Regions from separate parts of the Zea mays genome. Here region 1 is linked to region 2. The links are chromatin contacts, called in public Hi-C maps. All regions are on one chromosome and are shown on one strand. The core of a region is the stretch at or near the end of the contact, and the rest is flanking DNA. Distances in the headings are between cores, read along the strand shown.

Evidence for each region. A called contact is a pair of places that touch in the nucleus more often than the background predicts.
Region 1: a Hi-C map of tassel shows a contact between it and region 2, with 5 times the contacts expected there. The contact joins the promoter of LOC100282505 here to the promoter of LOC100272731 in region 2. A contact is called at or near these places in 7 of 25 Hi-C or Micro-C datasets (bundle sheath, ear, endosperm and 2 more).

Annotation. Positions count from the first base shown.
Region 1 is chr2:47,332,537-47,338,802 of Zm-B73-REFERENCE-NAM-5.0, forward strand. It overlaps LOC100282505, which reads left to right and starts at 2,066. Exons shown (of 5, transcript NM_001155414.3): 1 at 2,066-2,318; 2 at 2,439-2,590; 3 at 2,720-2,801. The coding sequence starts at 2,211.
Region 2 is chr2:47,047,798-47,054,464 of Zm-B73-REFERENCE-NAM-5.0, forward strand. It overlaps LOC100272731 (Pentatricopeptide repeat-containing protein), which reads right to left and starts at 5,235. Exons shown (of 1, transcript NM_001147184.1): 1 at 3,328-5,235. The coding sequence starts at 5,138. The coding sequence ends at 3,342. It also overlaps the pseudogene LOC109944170.

The sequences.
Region 1 (6,266 bases), core at 816-3,315, 280 kb after region 2:
AACCCTTTCTTTTAACTTTGTATTGGTTTGTTGTGAACCTTTGGCACCTATGGAACATATAATCTAGAGCAAACTAGTTAGTCTAATTATTTGTGTTGGGCAATTCAACCACGAAAATCATTTAGGAAAAGGTTTGACCCTATTTCCCTTTCAGTGGCCCAACGAAACCACCAGGCGTGGGGGCCATGGGTCAGTCAGCCGCGGGGACAGATATGGCAGTTGACGTGACCTAAGGCGGATTGATAGTGGGCGCATCAGCAGACATGCTAAAACAATGTGCCAATCACCAATCAGGCCATGTTGAGGCAAGGTATAAGCTTTGGTCCCACCTGCAGGCTCGCATCCTCCCCTGAGGTGGGCTCGGGGGCCACTATCGGTACCCTGAAACTAGGTACCCCTTACTACTGTACAAAGATGCAGTATCCACGCGGCTATTTTTAGTCGCGTGGTAAAAGAGCTGTATGTGGGACCAGGCCATGACTCGCCCCAGCCTCGGGTGACTACTCTGGGCCAGCAACAGCACCTGACCCCACCACATGGGTGGGTCCGGTGCCGCCACGTGTCTTGACCCCCATGTGAAGGTGCCAGACCCCTGTATATATGGTCCGGGCCTCCAAGTTTGGTCCAAGACCTCCACGTGTGCGAACCGGACCCCTGGAATGGATCCGGACCTCCCTGTATGGGGTCCGGGCCGCCCACGGTGGGGTCCCTGGTTCTAGGACAGAACATACCCGGGCCTTAACCAGGGCCCAGGCGGGGGTCCGGTGCCGACACGTGTCCAGACCTGGTCTGGTGGGATCCGGACCTAATCGCATGTACTCCTGCTCCCCGCTCAGGTGGAGGCCCGATGCTGCCACATGGCTTACTGCGCGCGGTGTAAGCCAACAGGCGAAACCTGGCATAAAGCCTCTGGGCTACGCGCGTCTTTGCATTTATTACGGATAAGACGTGCGCCTGTCCATTCCAGTGACAGGCGGCACGCCCGGTCCACATTGCGTGGGCCGTGTTGTTACTCACCATTACTCGCACGTTTCCAAGAAAAGGGTTACTGACTATCAATGCTGCATGGACTGCGGTCATCATGACTCCTGCTGATTACTCATGCGTTACTAAGGCGGAGGATCTTTGTGTGCTGTCAGCATTTACTATTCACATAATGTATTCCTACCATTATGCTCCTGGGCCCGCATGTCGGGGCTCAGCATCCTTGTATGTACCTCCCTTAAACTATAAAAGGGAAGGGACACAGCGTTACAAGGGACACACGCTCGATACAACTTACATACAGTGGAGGTAGGGTATTACGCTCCTGCAGCCTGAACCACTATAAACCCTCGAGTGTTCTTATGTTCATCGACAACTCACCTAACAGGCAAACGCTTAGGCCCCCTCCTCATCTTAGGATTAGGGCGGGTGCATTCCGCCACCCGGCCGGAGGATTTTTTCTCCGACAATATGTGTTGGACATCTAACCACCAAAACACTTATAGAAATGGCCCAAAGGCACATTTCCCTTTCAGAATCGGGATTGCGGAGCGACGAGCTAGGGCATGAGGAAGGGCGTGACTGCGGTGAGCTAGACCGAGGAACATGACGACGATAGCGCAGCATGGGCACAGGAGAGAGAATGCACACGAGAGAAATGAAATAACGTGGGAAAGAGGAAAGGTGCACACAGCTGTGTACTACCTAGCTCAACACCAAGACCTATGGCACCGATCTAGGTCACGTCATCCACGAACATGGCGTTCACGCTAACGCGTCATTTTGTTCGGGCGACATGTTCTATGGAGCCAAGACGTGTCACCTCGGTGCAATAGGACATGACGCCGAGTAAAAGTTTGCAAAACAACATTAATTCGTCTAGGGGCCCAACATGATTTTTTTTAAAAGGATGAAATTGCAAAAAAAATCGGCATATCAAACATGGTTTGAAATCTTTTTGGGTGCTCAGTGCTGACGTGGTACTCCAGTGACGCGCTGCTTTTCTCCCATTGGTCCACCCACTGCCCGCGTGGCCGACCCTGCCCGTGTACCAAGAAGCAGCCCTTTGTGTGACTGACTTGCCGGTCCCAGCACATCCACCCCATCCGTCATTGACAGATCCCGCAATACTCACAGGGCCCTCTTCTCTCATCTCTCACTCCCTCGCTCCGTCTACCAGTACCACCACGTCCCTCCTCGTCGACGATCTCGTAGCGGCGGCGCACATGGCGAGCGACGGCGCGGCGGCTACGCCAGCGAAGGTTACCCCAAAGAAGGCCAATCTCCTCGACCCGCACTCCATCAAGCACCTTCTCGACGAGACCATCTCCGAGGTACTATGCTTCACCCTAAACCCTAGCACCTCCTCCCTCTCCTCCCCCCTCCTCGATCGCTCCTACCACTTGGTTCCTCTAGATTTATCATCCAACGATGTGGTTTCGTGATGCCATCAGGTCGTGAAGAGTAAGGGCTACACCGAGGACACGCGGCTGGGCAACTGGAAGCTGGGGATCGGAGCCGCCGTGATTGCTGTCGCCCTCCTCGCTCAGTTTTACCCCAAGAAGTTCCCGCAGAACCGCGATTTCCTCCTTGGCTGCATCGCCCTATATCCTTTTCTTCATTGGTTTGCCCTATCTTTTGGTTATGATGAATCGGCGCTAGATCTGATTTCTGTTGAGAATCGTGTGGAATTGTTGCTTGTTGCTGTTGATCCTTGACTTAGATGACTCGATACGTATGTGGTGCTGAATGTGGTGCTGCTGATCCTTAGCTACACCAAGGAGAAGGATGCCATCCTATTCACGCACCCTCCTATGGTTTGTCTCCATCTGGACTTGTTGCTCTTGAATTCCTACTTTCCAAGTGTACTTGTTAATATGCAGCCTATTTTACTTTCTTTCTGACTACACTGTAGCTGAATGAAATCAAACAGTTTGCTTCGGCTTGAGTATCTGCATATGTTAGATATATGCTTGATCATGTTTAGGACATTAGAACTACATGAGTGCTTGTCTGGTATATGTTCCTTAAAATTCTGACTGAAGTGCTTTTGTTTTAATAAAATCATAAGCAGTCAAAGTTTGCTTCGTAAAAATGTGTGATGAATGTTATATTCAACCAACTGAAGAGATTGTTTTCAGCAAGTATTCATGTGGGGAATTCGTTTGCCCTTCGAACATTTCTTTAAAAGTTTTCGCCTGTCGCAAACTCCTGGTGACCCAATTACTGCTATCTATTTTCAACTGCCACGGAAGTTTTTAGCCTTTAAAGTTGTGATGTGTTTCCTATTCTTATATTAGACGTTTTGTTGACGATGGAGTGGTTTTTCTTATAATTGTTCGACAACTTGAATTTTATTCGCATCCTTCTCTCAGGTTCAGTAAGCTATGCTCAAATGTGTCATTTGCTTCCTAATTACTCAACTCATGCTCACTTTTGCTTGAATGATAATGTTAGATTGTGTTTATCTATTTCTACTATAGGCCGTGGGCCTCCACCTGCGTGTGAAGGTGGTCCACCATAGGGGTGCTTCAACCCTAGAGGTTGCGTCTACGGGCAGGGGTGCGCTGGCGATAACTGCTTTATTCAGTCCTTACAGATATTATTCAACATATAAGAAATGGAAATACAATGTATAGGCTATTTTTTTCTCGAAAAGCACAGGAGAACTGCGCCCCATAAATATATTAGCAGGGAAGAAAAGGTCTAAGAAGACCTGAAATACAATGCACTCCTTACGGAGGCCAGAAACAACCATACAGATAGGGATCCATAACCCAGCCAAAAACTAAAAACCACCTAGTCGAAGCCCCTAAGCAGCAGGATGAGGGGGGCAAGAAACAAAGACCTTTGGCCCCAGCAATTTGCCATTTTTGCATTTCCTCGACTACCAACTCAAGGAGTAGAGTGAGGTTTGGAGATACTCCATCAAAAACCACTCTATTCCGATGTTTCCAGATCATCCAGGCTCCAAGAGTGATGAGGGAGTTCAGACCTCTCCTGGTCATTCCAGTAACAACAACAGCTGTCCTCTCCCACCAATCCAGGAAGGAAATAGCAGCCAGCTGTGGAGCTAAAGAGCGCTCAGCTTCCTTAGAAGCTTATACCAGAATACTCTTGTGAATACACAGGACGCCAACAGATGGTTGATAGGTTCTGGCTCCTGATCACAAAGAGGACATCTTGCAGGATGATTCAATCCTCTATTTGCTAACCTGTCTGCAGTACAACACCTATTCTGGGCCACTAACCGCATGAATCTGCACTTTGGTGGAGCCCAAGCTTTCCAAACTCTTTTGTAGTGCCCAAAGGAACTTGACCCTACAAACAGACCCTTGTATGCTGAACTTGCAGAATACTTGCCATCAGGTGCCAAGGAGAAGATGCGTTTGTCTTCAATATTAGGCTGCTGCACAATGACAGAAAGAGCATCCCAGAGAGATAAGAAATCTATCAGAACTCCAACTGTGAGTGCTCCCTTGATATCTGTAATCCATCTTCTGTTCAACAAAGCTTCTTGCACAGTCCTTTTACGTGTTATTCTATTTGGGATTGTGGCAAACAGTCTTGGAGCAATATCTGAAACCTTTTTTCCATTGATCCATCTATCTGTCCAGAAGAAAGTGTTGGACCCACTGCCAGTCTCAGTAATTAGCACACTAGAGAAGAAGAGCTTAGATTTGCTTGGAACTTGTATTGGGAGCCCTGCCCATGGGCGGTTAGGATCAGTTCTTTGCAGCCATAACCATCTCATGCGAAGAGCCCAACGAAGTTCAGGGAGACTAGAAATTCTCAACCCTCCTAACTGCAAAGGATGGCATACCTTGCCCCATGCGACCAAACAGTGTTCTCCATTTACCTCTTTTCTCCCTTTCCATAGAAAGCCCTTTCTTATCTTGTCAATGGCATGAATGTCCCATTGGGGGAAATCAATTGCCATTGCAGCATAGATAGACAATTAGACATCCCAGTAAGGACATGCTACACAAGGATTCTTCTCCCTGCCCTGTTAAGCAAATTTGCCTTCCAGAATGGGAGTTGATCAGCAATTTTCTCTATTAGGGGCAGGAAGTTATGCTTGGATAATTTGTGCAGAGAAAGAGGAAGGCCCAAATATTTGCAGGGAAAATAAGCAAATTCACATGGAAGCATGCTTTGTACCTCCAAAATGGTCTCCTCAGATCATCTGATAGGATATACGTTGGACTTCTGAGCATTGTTTTGAAGTCCAGGAGCATCTCCAAACAACTGAAGGATATCAAGAGTAATGGAGATATCCGCTTCATTAGGATGCAAAAAAAAAGAGAGCCACACCATCAGCATATATAGAGACCGTGTGGAGTTTCTTTCTTCCTGATAATTGTTTGAGTAAACTTGCCGCCTCAGCCTTGGAGAAGAGAAGGCCAAGAACATCCATAACCAGAATGAAAAGCATTGGGGAAAGGGGGTCACCCTGTCTGAGCCCTCTTCTATGTTGAATAATTGTACCTGGACACCCATTTAGAAGCACCTTTGTAGTAGAAGCCAATAACCCATAGATGATGTCTCTCCAGACTGGTCCAAAACCCAACTGCTGCATTACTTCAAGCAAGAAGGGCCACGACACAGAATCAAAAGGCTTAGTTATATCTAGTATGAGAAGGAGCCGATCCATATTTTGTTGGTGAAGCAACCTTGACGTCTGTTGTACGAGCATAAAATTGTCCTGAATGAACCTTCCTTTTATGAATGCACTTTGGTTTGGAGAGACCATGTCATTCAATCTTTTTGCCAACCTATTGGCGAGGACCTTTGTGATCAATTTTGCAAAACTGTGCACTAAGCTGATTGGTCTGAAATCTTTAACCTGATCAGCTCCCTCCTTTGGAATCATCGTCATAAAGGCTGTGTTAAGTCTGTTAAGGTTTACAAAATTCCTACTCCAAACTGCTGATACTGCAGCCGACACATCATCCTTGATAATATTTCAGCAAACCTTATAAAACCTCCATGGGAAGCCATCGGCCCTGGGGCCTTATCAGAAGGTAGGCAACCAATGGTTTCCCACACCTCCTGCTCAGGTATAGGAGAGTCAAGGTCAGAAAGATTGTGCCTTACTAGACCAAGGGCCTCCAGATCAATTGTTCTTTCTCTAACCCCAGACTGTCCAATAAGCTTAGCGTAGAATTCATCCACCAGGGCTGCCTTCTTATGGTGATTTGTAAAGATACGATCTCCATCCATCAGCTTTGTCACCAGATTCTTTTAGGTAGATTACTTGACTATATTTTGATTTCAGGCCC
Region 2 (6,667 bases), core at 3,985-6,484:
TCCACTACCAGATTCAGTTTTTATTGGAGACAATCAGCCTGTTGCTCGACCTGTTGCACCCACCACCGCATCCAAGGCGGGAAAGGCAGCACTCAAGAAGAGGAAGAGTGCAGGCAATACGGCAGGAGCAACCAAGACAACTAAGAAATCCAAGACAAAACCCAAGTCTGGAGGGAAGAAAACGTAGGTCAACATGATAGGTTACTGACCCCTTTTGTGAATGATAGCGTGCTGACCCTTTTTGTGAATGATAGCATGCTGATCCTTTTGTAAATGATAGTCAGGTTTCATATTTTGATGTGCATATTGAGGCACCATAAACTTGTATGGAAGCTCAGCATGTAAGGCACCATGTATGCATGCTATGAGGCACCATAAACTTGTATGGAAGCTCAGCTTGTATGACCCTGTATGCATGGCGTGTGGCATCAGAAACATATATAATGCTATGTATGGATGCTATTTCAGATGGCTCATATGTAACCTGTATGCATGGCGCTGTATGGATGCTATTTCAGATGGCTCATTTGAAGTTATGTGCTTCTAGTTCTTTATCTGTACATCTATGTGAACATGTACTCCATTTTCCATCATTGATTCACAAATTTCTGAACCTAGATGCGTTGAAGTTGGAGTTTGGACCTTCAAATGAAGAGAAGTAGGGGGGGTTTTGCATTTTGTAATCTAACCTGGCAGTCCACGTCAGCCTGGCCGAGGGAGGCGGGGGAGGTTTGGACCTAAATGTGAGCCTAAGACAAGTTTATGTATGCGCCTATGTATTTTACGAGTTCCGGGACCTGGATGAGAACTCGTGACGAGTTCGATGACCGCCACTGAAATTTACTCTTTAATTTATTGATGCCGTTAAACACGGTAAAAATAATGTTTGCTCATGATTACAGTTTATATATCGTACACGTAGATGGAGGAGCACTGATGGAGTAATCGCGGGTCAAATTCTTGTCCCACTGTGGTTTTATAAAAAAAAAATTCGGTTTCTGACCTGGTCGGTCGGTTTTAGTTTCGTGCGGCACTGCACCGCAGGAGCATGTGCCTGTCAGCCTGTGGTGGTAGTGGCACATCGCGGTCCATGGTCAGCAGCCGGCCAGAAGCCCGAGTCTGAACAGCCGGGTTAAGAATCAACGAGCAAACCATGTATGTCGATCCCTAGACCAGCAAAGCCACGAATTAGACCAAAAGGACCGGAAGGTGGTGTACAGTGTACTGTTATGATACGCTGGCCCAAACCTTTCAGGCTTTCACAATCATGTCGGCGGTGGTGGTTAGCCAGCTTTTACCGACAACCGGAAGCACCGACGGGAAAAGGGAAATCTCCCCAATTATCTTGTCCTGGGGGCATGGACTGTAAGTACAATCGACTTTACATGATGCTGGTGGCTAGCTAAACATGAGTTTACTTACTTACCTCACGAACAGAAGCTCATAGGGTCTTCAGGCCCAGGGACAGGGACTCGCTATGAACTGGTACTGGTAGCACACAGGACAGGAGCTCCGTAGAGGTAAACTGCAAAGGCAACATAAGCTCAGGGAAAAAAAATATTTGGTGTTCTTCAGCCTACCTTTGTTTTTTGAACTTAGACAACCGCTGCACACGGAAGATGATCTAACCAGCGTTGTCGAAAGGAACTTCAGCGGAGTAGCTTACAAGGACTATCCCCCCCTCAATCAACTAAAAGGTGTGGACTATACACACACACACACACACACACAAATGGTCAAAGGAAGATAATCATCCAGACAATGAACAACATGTCGATAAGTAAAAGGCGACCATGAAGACCAGGATTTCAGTCTTCCAAGATATCCAGGCTGGAGAGCTTTCTGTAGGCTGTAGCTGTCCAAGACTGCACTGCACAGTTCAGGAAATTACACCACAGCGAAACAATATTCAAATGAGACGACGTGCTAACCTAACCAGTCTAGGCTGTAAGATAGAAATGCAGCAATGTAAGGTTGGACACTGCCATCGATGAAAGTAGAGGAAAAGATGTATGTGGAGTATGGACTCATGAAATGCAATGCGATGGCCATAACAGAGAAATTAGAGGGCTATCCACTAATGCAATGTCCATAGCATTAGCGCGTAGTGCTTATACAGCTTTCCAAAGCATGTTAGCAGTTAGCTGCCTTATGCCTTAGCTCCTACCGCAGCCACAGAAAACAAGGCCACACGCATGTAATGTACAGAAGTGGTGTCCTAGAAAATAGTGTTTAGCACTGCTATATTTTCACCTAGGAGGCAGAGGTTAATATAATTGGCATAGAAGGGGAATTTGATCGAATTCAATGGATTAATCTAACTGAGCATATGGTTAATATAACAGAGCATGAGCCTGCATCTTTATTATCATAATAAAAACAATAAATATCACAAGGCTGATTTTTCTTGAAATGGCACAAACATGGGGTCAGCCAATCAGCCATCCGTCAGAAGTAACTTGAGCTCCAGTTGTGTGGTGGTTCTTTAAATCCCACTTCTGCTACTCTAAAGTAAGTAAATCATAACTAGGAATTGATCTCACATTGGACCCAAACCCAACTTTTCTAGTCTATTAAAACAAAGGAATAGTTACTATGCTGATCTCAGAGGCAAAGGGCTAATGTCCATTTATGTGTTTTATTGTATATCAAACAACTAAAAAAATGGATCACTTGTTTCTAAACAAAGTAATCCAGGAACTCCTGTAATACTCACCCCCTTTCTCATGTTTGAATTTATGTTGTCAACAAATGAATAAAGAGTCCGAGAAGACGTATGCATAACAGACTCGGTACCTAGGTCAATGGGTTCAGTGGAGAATTGCGTATAGAAAGGAGCAATAAAACGCATGCACTTGAGCAACAAAGTGCTCATCCCTTGTTCTTTCGCTTCTACAGGTGCAATCCTACAATATCTTGTTCCTTAAACTTGGCTACACATTCCATCTTAACCTAAATTCAGAGGCAAGTACCTCCAGACAGAAATAGAGAATACTGATCCAAAGTACAGGCCTGAAACGACTTATATTTTGGATATGAGGATGCCTTGGCTAAACGTGAATCCAGAAAGTAAACATCAAACCATGTGTACAATCCAATGTGCTCACATCCTGTAAATATGCATAAAAAATTGCAACTACAATCAGCCAAACAGGCATGATATTTAACATTGTTAGAGAAATAACAATAAAAAAAGACAGAGAACTAAGCTCTACGCTACAATATGCCAGAAGCAAAGAGGACTTACAATCAAAATTGAAGCAATGTGTAAGTGCTAACCTACTCCACCACTACATACAATGATGTTAAAAGTGCACACATGCTCTTGAATTAATCGTGACTCAAGAAGATCGAATATTTTGATCTAACAACAAAGCTTCATTCTTGATCAAGCTGTTAGAAAGTACATCTCTTGAGCACAACCTGCTTAGCAATTCTCTTGCCTCCTTCGAATAGCCCTCATAAAACAAACCTTCTATGAGTATAATGTAGGTCGATTCATCAGGCATACAACCACATGACACCATATCAGCAAGCACATCAATAGCATAATCTGTTTTCCCATTTCTGCAAAGCCCTAACAGTACTGTATTGTAGAGTACTGTCTGGGGTGATATGCCTGAATCTTGCAGTTTATGAACCACCTGGACTACCTCTTCAATTTTATCCTCTTTATTCAGACTCTCAGTTAACACCCGGTACATCTTATCTGTGTTGAATCCTTTGTTGGCCATTTCATTCAACAACTCAAGGGCTTGTTCCATCTTGCCAGCCTTGGTTAGTCCACCTATTATTGTACTGTAAGTAGTTGAATTAGGATTGCAGCCTTTCTCAGGCATTTGCTTAAAGACTTCAAAGGCCTGCAAAATCAATCCCTTTTGACACCAGAAACTAATAATAGTATTGAATGTCGAGTTATCTGGGAGGCGATCATTCTGGGACATCTTAATCATTAGCTCCTCGGCATCCTCCCACCTATCAGCACTGCACAAACCCTTTAGCACAGTGTTGTAGGTGACAATATCAGGTTTACAACCAAAGGATTGCATGTTGCTGAGTAACTCCAAGGCACTATCCACATTTCCTTGCTCACACATCCCACTGATTACAGCATTGTATGTAACAACATTTGCCGTGCATCCATGCTTTGACATTTTCTCTAGATACAGAGTAACTTTCTGGAGCAATCCTTTTCGACACAAGGTATTGATGATCACATTGAGTGTTGCTTCGTTTGGTGGGCAGTTCTCACGAACCATCTCGTCTAGAATCTCATCAGCATCCACCCATCGCTCGATGCTGCAGAAACCCTTCAAAACAGTGTTGTAGTTGACAGTGTTGGGCTTGCAACCTCTAGAAGGCAAGCTGTTCAGAAGCTCGCGTGCCTGGTCTACATCACCTTCTCTGCACATAGCATCGATGATGACATTGTACGTCACGTTGTTGGGCTCACACCCCTCTGCGCGCATGAAATCGATGAGCTCCAGGGCCTGCCGGTATCCTCTCCCCTTGCACGCCGCCTGGAGCAGGATGTTGTAGGTGACCACGTCGGGCGCGCACCCGCGGCAGAGCATGCCGTCGAGCACCACGAGGGCGTCCGCGACCCGCCCGCGCTCGCAGAGCGCGTGGATGAGTGGGTTGTGGGCGTACGCGCTGCTGGCCTGCACGTGCGCGGGCATTCCGCCCACGACGCGGCGCGCGTCCTCGAGCAGGCCCGCGCGGCAGTACCCGTCGACCAGCGCGCCGTAGGTGGCGGCGGTGGCCTCGGGCCCGCACGCCTCGACGACGCGCGCGGCGTCGGCGGGGCGGCCCCGCCGGCAGAGGTCGCGGACAAGCCGGTTGGCGAGCGGAACGTCGGGCGGGCGCGGCGAGGAGCCCACGAGGCGGAGCGCCGCGTCTAGGTCGCCCCGGTGGATCAGGGCGCTGAGGCGGCGGTCTGCTCCGTGCAGTCGGCGCGGCGGCAGCGGAGGCGGCCTGGTGCTGGTGTTGGGGATGCCCGGTGGGCTGGGCCTTGAGCTGCGGACGCACAGGCGGCGGCGCGCGGGGTGGCGCGAGTGGTGAGGGCGGCCGGCGGACGAGGGAGAGAAGGGGAGGAGAACGCACACGGTGGGGGGCGGGGGCGGGGGCGGCGAAGTCATTGTGCGTTTGGATTTCGGCGCTCGGGATGCGATGGACCGTGGCTGTGGCCGTGTGGGCGCCGGGCGCGCCGCTTGCAGCCAGCGGCTCTGGCTGGCGTCCAACAGCTAGCCGCCCAAGCCAAAAGCTAGCCTCTCAAGAGCCAGGCAAAATTTCGGTTCCATTAGGAAGAATTTATAGTAACCTTATTTTTATATAAAAATATATGTCGAACATATTTCTCGCCTGAACACAGGCCAAAATGATGTGACCAATAGGAGTGGCCACTTTTTAAACGAAAATCGAGCCGAATAGAACCAAATTTTAGTATTTTATAGTTCAGTTCGGTTTCGGTTTTTATATCTACAAAATTCGATGTTCGATATCGTAATCGGTTTCGGTTTTTATATCTATAAAGTTCGGTGTTCGGTATAGTAATTGGTGTTATCATATACCGAACCGAAATACCTATCGATTATAAAATTGAAATGTTTGATTATATGAACTAAATATGTGATACAATAAAATTGTTGTTCACTTTTTATATAATTTATGATGTATTTATAATTTTTTGTATCTATATAATTTTTACTTTTTAAAATTATGATATATCATGTAAACTTGTATATATTGTCATATAACCAAGTTTGGTGTTCTATTTTTACTGAAAAATCAAAGTAAAAAACTGAAACTGAACTTCTCGATTTTTCATTTTCTGGCAAATTGAACAGTTCTACGTAAAACTGAAGTTTTTAAAACCGAAAAACTGAACCGATATTTAAAAAAAAACAGAATTTCCACCCCCGGTGACAAACTCCCGCAATGGACGTGAAGTTATACATGCAGCCAACCATTTCAACCATTCGAATTATGTTTTGAGGGCATCAGAAGAATGCCAAATGGCACTTGAAAAATCAGCAGTAAGATGGGAATTATCTCAAGTAGCAACAGTTAACTGTTAACAGTTCTTTTTGAAACTCAGTTCATATAAGTATGATAACGGCAAAGATAGATCCACTTACAAGACCCTATATCTATAGAAAATGACGTGCTACAAAATTTCTGAAACTTCTGCAGTTTCTCATGGTGGATCTTGTGATCTGGTCCTCCCTTCATTTTACGTTCACCAGCTCCACATCAAAGATGAGGGTCTAGTTTGTGGTATCTACCCCACTCTTTTGGACAGAAAACAATTTTTTTGCATTCCAGATGTAAACACACTCCTTTGTGTCACTCACATCCACCACCTAAAGATCCATATGAATAGAAGGAAAAACAAATTACCAAGAGGTTAAGTTGCAAATTTTGATTTGTTATCGTGGACTGGTGAGTTTAAAATGCCAATGCATTTTACCCTATGGAAGGTGGAATGGTGAGTCTCCTTTTGTCCCCAACCCACATATATGTTAACAAACACTAATCAGTAATTGTGTTTAATACCATGATGAAGGCAAATATATAATACATATGGCCAACGTCCCAGCCACTGACCTGCCCAACACCTACAAGCAACGCATCATTAAAACCATCCATTTGGTACTAATTTGGAGTA